2 separate regions of the Mus musculus genome follow, and region 2 is linked to region 1. The links are chromatin contacts, called in public Micro-C maps. All regions are on one chromosome and are shown on one strand. Each heading gives the region's core, a stretch centred on a gene start, on an enhancer-like site or on the middle of the called end of the contact. The rest is flanking DNA. Distances are from core to core; before and after follow the strand shown. Region 1 overlaps Tafa1 (TAFA chemokine like family member 1). Region 2 has its middle 42 kb from the start of Tafa4.

Region 1 (2,903 bases), core at 185-2,684:
CATGCTACCCTGACTGAATGGGTGTCCCAGTCAGAAATCCTTTCTCTACAGCCAGGTTGAGTGTGAAGGAATCATTTGTAATTGACTTCTGGCCTCTGCTTGAACATACACCACACACACACACACAGAATTTCATGTGCATTTGTTATTTTTATTTCATGCTGTTGCTGTTGCTGTGTGCTCTGTGTCTGTATATCTTAGAGATTTAAGACCCACCTCCCCTCCTTGCCAAGTATTTACATATTGTGTTTGAAAAGAAATAACAAATCTGTGCCTGAAGGTCACAGTGGTGAGCAGGCTGTCACTTCTGGAGTGACTTTTCTGCTGGTGTGAAGCTCACATTCCCCTAAACTTTGCATTTCTTTCCTTTGGTTGCTCATCTAACAACAGATCAGCATGGCATGCCTGAGACACACACTGTCATTAATTCACTGAAGCTCACTTGGTGGAGGTTTCTAATCACTTACTGGGTTTCTGTCAGATGAGATTAGCTCATGTCCAAGTGCAATGCTTAAACTTCTTCTGGCTTGGAGCTTATTTAATGATGTGGGTATTTGTTTTTGCTGTACAAGCTTATATTGAAAAAACTCTTCTCCCTGGTGAGTTCTGGGCTACCTGGTATGGATCTTTTGTGAGTGTTGTTAACGACACTTGGATGAGGCCAGGCCTTAATTTTTACTTAAATAATGGAACTCATCCATCACATCTCACCGAGCCTTTTTGATATGGTCAGTGCTTTTCGACACTCAAAGAAAAAAAAAATAAGTCTTTGTGAAAACTTGTGTTTAGTTCCAAAGCAATTGCCTTGGGCTGTGAGCTACCCTCAGTATTGAATAAGTGGCCTTGCAGGTGGCTTTGCTCTTTAGTGATTTCTGACACTCAACCCAAAAGATCCTTCCTTGTTTCCTACCAGGTTTCAGTTACTGTTAGTGATTCTATGAACAGTAAGTGGCCAAAAATGCCAGCTAAAAAAAGTAACGTTGATTGTCACCACTTCCTTCCTTCCTTCCTTCCTTCCTTCCTTCCTTCCTTCCTTCCTTCCTTTCTCTCTCTCTCTCTCTCTCTCTCTCTCTCTCTCTCTCTCTCTCTCTCTCTCTCCTCACACACACACACAAGCCTAGCTTTGTCTTTTATCTCTGTAATCTTTTATCTATTATGTTCCAAATTCTGGGTCAAGCCCCAGATCATATAGCATTTAGCATTGTGGGTTATCTGTGCCAACCGCTTGTAAAATAAGGATCCCTGCTCTTTTTTTTTTTTTCCTTTTTTCTTTTTTCTTTTTTTCTTATTCTTAAATCCAAGGTTAGAAGGATTTAAAATAATTAAGTCAGGATTCAAAACTTTTCTTTCTGATTCGAAACACATATACAGGATTAACTAGGCAGGCTTGCAATGTAGATCAGTTGGCACAGAACTCGCCGAGCTGCAGGAGGCTTGATCCCCAGCACTGCGTACATTGAGCATGCTGGTGCTTGACTGGAATCCCAGCACTTGGGAGGCAGAAGCAGGGCCATCAGAAGTTTTAGAACATTTTCAGCTACATATGAGTTTGAGGTCAGTCTGAGATATACAAAGCCCCGTCCTTAATTTAAAAAAAAAAATAAAGTTTTTTATTCTCTAAATTATTGTAGAAAGAAATGTTTTACACCTGTTCTAGGCCTACCGGATATTTGAGAATTGCATTAGTCATTTATTGGTACATTAACTATTGTGTAACAAATGACTGCAAACCCTACTGACTTCAAACAAGCCTTTGTTATTCACTATCAGGGTCTGGTGATTTGTCCGGGGTTTGCCTGATCCCAGACAGGCTTATCTGGGCTAACAGCCAGGCTGTGTGGAAGATTGAAGTTACTGCCTGCACTGGTTTAAATATGATTTGGCCCCACGAACACTCAAGTTGAGAAGCAGTTCTTTAGGGAATAGGTATTAGGAGGTGGGGCTGAAGAGGTCAGGTCAGGAACTTTGGAAAATTCCACCTGACCCTTCCTGAAAGAGAACCCCTCTGAAAGGGAGAGGCTAATTAATATTGCTCAGTCCATGGGGGCGGGGTGGGGCAGACATCAGCCACCTGAGGGTGGGGGAGGCCCAGAGCACTTTGACAATCCTAGACTTTTGACCACCTACAGACAAGGGAAGTCCTTAAAGACCAATCAGTTTAAAAGTCACACTGTTCTGCCAATCACATTGTGCCTAATGACTGCTGCTCTGAAAACTGTATAAAAGCTCACCAACCGAGCTGTGCGGAGTTGCCACTTCACCTTTGGGTGTAGGACGACCCCAATGCGTTGTAACAATAAATTCCTCTTGCTTTTTGCGTCGATCCCATCTCTGTATTGTTCACTCAGGGGGTCCCAGTAAGCTAAGGCTCACCAGAGTCTTTCGGGGCCAGTGGCTTTAGGGTTTTTTTATCTTGTTTTTTAATTTTATATACATTGCCTGCATGTATGTCTATGTGAAGATGTCAGATTCTCTAGAACTATAGACAGTTGTAAGCTGACATAATGAGTGATGGGAATTGAACCTGGGCCCTTGGAAGAGCAGCCAGTACTCTTAATTACTGAGCCATTGCTCGGACCCCTACACTCTGTTGTTTCTGTCATAGCAATGACACAAGATTCTAAATGTAGCATTAAAATATATACTTTTTTTTCTCAAAGTATAGTAGGATTTGATTGTGTGTCTTACTAAAACTCTTCTATTATTCTCCTAACATTTTACCACAGAATTTGTAGTTATAAGTAAATGCACCTCTGGGTTATTAGAGACAGGGGTTCAGTGTAGGCCATAGTTGCAATGTAAAGGAAATTGTTCCAGTGTAGAAGGGAATATCAACCACATTTTAGAAAGGCAAATTAAAGGCTCTTTTACTCTCCGAAGATATGAAATATTCTGTAAGAGAA
Region 2 (2,903 bases), core at 256-2,755, 650 kb after region 1:
AGATATACCAACCTGCCAGTGTGTTGGTTTCCACAAGAGAATCATAAATAAGTGTGTCTTTGGTATTAGCCAACACTAGTTTGGTGGCTTTAAATTACATGCCCCCAAAGTTTCCATGAAACTCCCCCCCCCCTTTTCTCTTTCCTTCTGACATGTGACTCTGGTGAAGCTGTGGATAAAATTATAATACAATAAAGTAAAACCAGGAGCCACTGAGGTTATGATGAAGACATGATAGACATTGGGTGTAGTGACTCTGGCCATAATTGTGAAACGTCCTGGTTCTGTCCTGGCTAGTGGCCATGAATCCCAGCCTGGAGCTCTGAGCTCCTATATCTCCTCTCTTAAATGAGCACAGCTGCCCGGACTCTGTATTTAAGGCTGTCCCTGTAACTCCAGTCCAGACATTAATCCCTTCTGGTGAGCAGCTTTGGAATTTGATCTCTGGATTTTTGTGGTGGAAATGTTTCTAATCCCAACAGCACATCTCCTAAATTACTTTGGGGGAATCTCTTGAATGGGACATTATACAGTAGTTTTGGGGCCCACTGAGGATGGATATCGCGGGTCTCTTGAGGTCCATTAAGGGAAATCGATTTCTTCCTGCTCAAAAGAATGGAATCTACCTCTGACACTGGGCAGAGACATAAAAGCCTTAAGAGCCGATGCTTATGGAGTCTACCTCGGACCATGCTCAAAAGGCAGCTAGCTGTTTTGCTCCCGTTTCCTGTCTCCCGGCCACTTTCCACCGTCAGTACCCTTTTGCAGGATCCCCTGGTGAGAGGGTTTGTTTAGTTCCGGTTGCACCAACGTGGGTAGCAGCAGGAGGAGAGAGGGGCAGATACTGTCTCTTTCACAGCTGTGGAGGGTGGGAACCTCTTCCTAGGTGTTATCTTATTCCTTTGCTCTCTGGATTTATTATTTGCACCAAAAAGCATCCACTATAAAACTTTTCTTTCCCATACTCTGTTATTTGAATTGCAAAAACAAGGCAATCCTGGACCAGAGTATCAAGTAAACGGTAAATATGATAGGGTTACAAAGTGACTCCTGCCCGGAATTGATTTGCATAGAGAAGCCCGACAGGACAGAGCAAAGATCAGAGGCGCTCCATCATCGAGTCTTCTAGTCTTACAGGAAAGCAGATGTCATGACATCCTCATAAACCGGAGGAGGACCCCCTCCACCCTGCCCCCAGGAGCCCATCCATAAACACCTCTCTCTTGAAGCGTCTTGAGTCAATTCCCTCCCTGAATGCTGTAGAATATTACCTGGAGTTTTGAAAAATGATACGTAGACGAAGATATTTTCCCAGGACATTTACATTTTTCTATCATTGTGGAAGTGCTCTAACTGTGAATTAGAACTGGCTTTCCGCTTTCAGTCACTTCCCACCTGCCTCACCAGTCTGCGGGTTTTCAGGGGTGGAGCTGGGACTTCTGTCTGGTCTTCCCTTTCCCTCCTCGGCTGCCTTTCAAATGCTAATGCTGGCCTTTGGCTGCCTTGCCTTGGGTCTGTTCAATGCAGCCCTTGTCCGCTCTCATTCTGGTCTGTCATCTGCCTTATTTACATGTCTATACCACTTTAACTTTGGGTTTGCTTCTGGGACTTGCAAGAGTCACCTTTAACTTCATCTCCTATGAGCCAATTGTCTTCCAGTGGACATTCATCAAACCGGCCTAATTTCTCTGGCTAACGCTGCACACAGCTTAGATCTCTGCCCAAAACTGTGCACGATTCAAATTCTTTTTAGCGCCCTAGCAATTTAGTTTGCAGATTTCTCAATATGCTACAATTTCCTTTTGCCCATACTGGTCCTGTGATAGAATCAGCTGATGTCACTGCGGCTATATCAATCAGGATGACACTAAAAGTGGAGGAGACAGCCCAGGTCCCGCACCCTTGGTTTCAGTGAGTGTGGTTTGGCAATAACACTCCAGGGCTGGTGATGCTGCTATCAGTGCTGTTAGTGGTGGTTGTTTGTTTGTTTATTTGGACTCCTCAGTTCATAACCTGAACATACAAATGGTCTAGAGGATACTTGACAAGTGGCTTATAATTGACCTCATACAAGAAGGGTGCATAGACTTCGCAGAAGGACTTTGGCAATCTCTTTGTCAAGTGAAAAACACACCCAGCAGAAGCCACACAGTACATCCTATAGTCTCCATATCAACCAGGTCTTGGCCCGTCTATTTATCCGCACTCATTAACAGGGACCAGCTAACACACCTGAGTTAGTTCAACCAGCAACATGCAGCAGAGGGCTGCGTGACCGCTCAGTCAGTAAAACATTTGCCTTGCAAGCATGAAGACCTGCATTTGATCCTAGGACTCCACAGAAAAACTGAACACACTTGGCCTTGCACTTGTAATCCCTGCACTGGAAAGATAGAAACAAGGAGATGCCCAGAGCTCACTGAGCACCCAGCCTCGCCTAACGGATGCACTCCAGGTTCAATGAGATACCTTGTCTCAAAGGGGGTGGGGAATAGCGGGGGAAGAACATCTGACGTGCTCTCTGGCTTCCACACACATGTGCACACCCCCCCACACACACATACACATACACACACATACACATACAAATATGTATATGCATATACTAAGGTACAACTGACTGGAGGAACTGCACACCAAAGACACTGCCTACTGTCCTCTTCCCCAGAAGGAGGTCGTGTCACTTGTCCAAGAGGATTCTCACCTCACCATATTCATGTACCTTAAAAAAACTGATCACTTGAAGTGCAGTGTATAGTACGTCTTCCCATTTACAATTCAGCATACGACTAGTACGTCACAGGTGCTGAGAAGCCCAACATGCCATCTATTTAACTTGACTTGGGGGTGATACTTTCCAGGCAACCCTCTGGTTAACGTATTTTCCTATTGACACCCAGTGG

The links. Hi-C and Micro-C count contacts between places; a contact is called where the count stands out from the background.
Region 2: a Micro-C map of embryonic stem cells shows a contact between it and region 1, with 2.0 times the contacts expected there. The contact joins two enhancer-like sites. A contact is called at or near these places in 1 of 484 Hi-C or Micro-C datasets (embryonic stem cells), 2 of 115 datasets of contacts at active chromatin or transcription factors (both in embryonic stem cells) and 1 of 9 other capture datasets (embryonic stem cells).

The regions. Positions count from the first base shown.
Region 1 is chr6:96,455,992-96,458,894 of GRCm38.p6, forward strand. The region is part of intron 2 of Tafa1 (TAFA chemokine like family member 1); the gene reads left to right. Among named protein-coding and RNA genes, the nearest start is that of Gm26011, 100 kb to the right of the region's middle. Within about 2 kb of position 1,435, at least 9 of the 459 cell types and tissues checked have an H3K27ac peak or open chromatin away from gene starts, as enhancers often do. A contact at or near this core is called in embryonic stem cells, where this site is marked.
Region 2 is chr6:97,101,001-97,103,903 of GRCm38.p6, forward strand. No RefSeq gene overlaps it. Among named protein-coding and RNA genes, the nearest start is that of Tafa4, 42 kb to the left of the region's middle. Within about 2 kb of position 1,506, at least 27 of the 459 cell types and tissues checked have an H3K27ac peak or open chromatin away from gene starts, as enhancers often do. A contact at or near this core is called in embryonic stem cells, where this site is marked.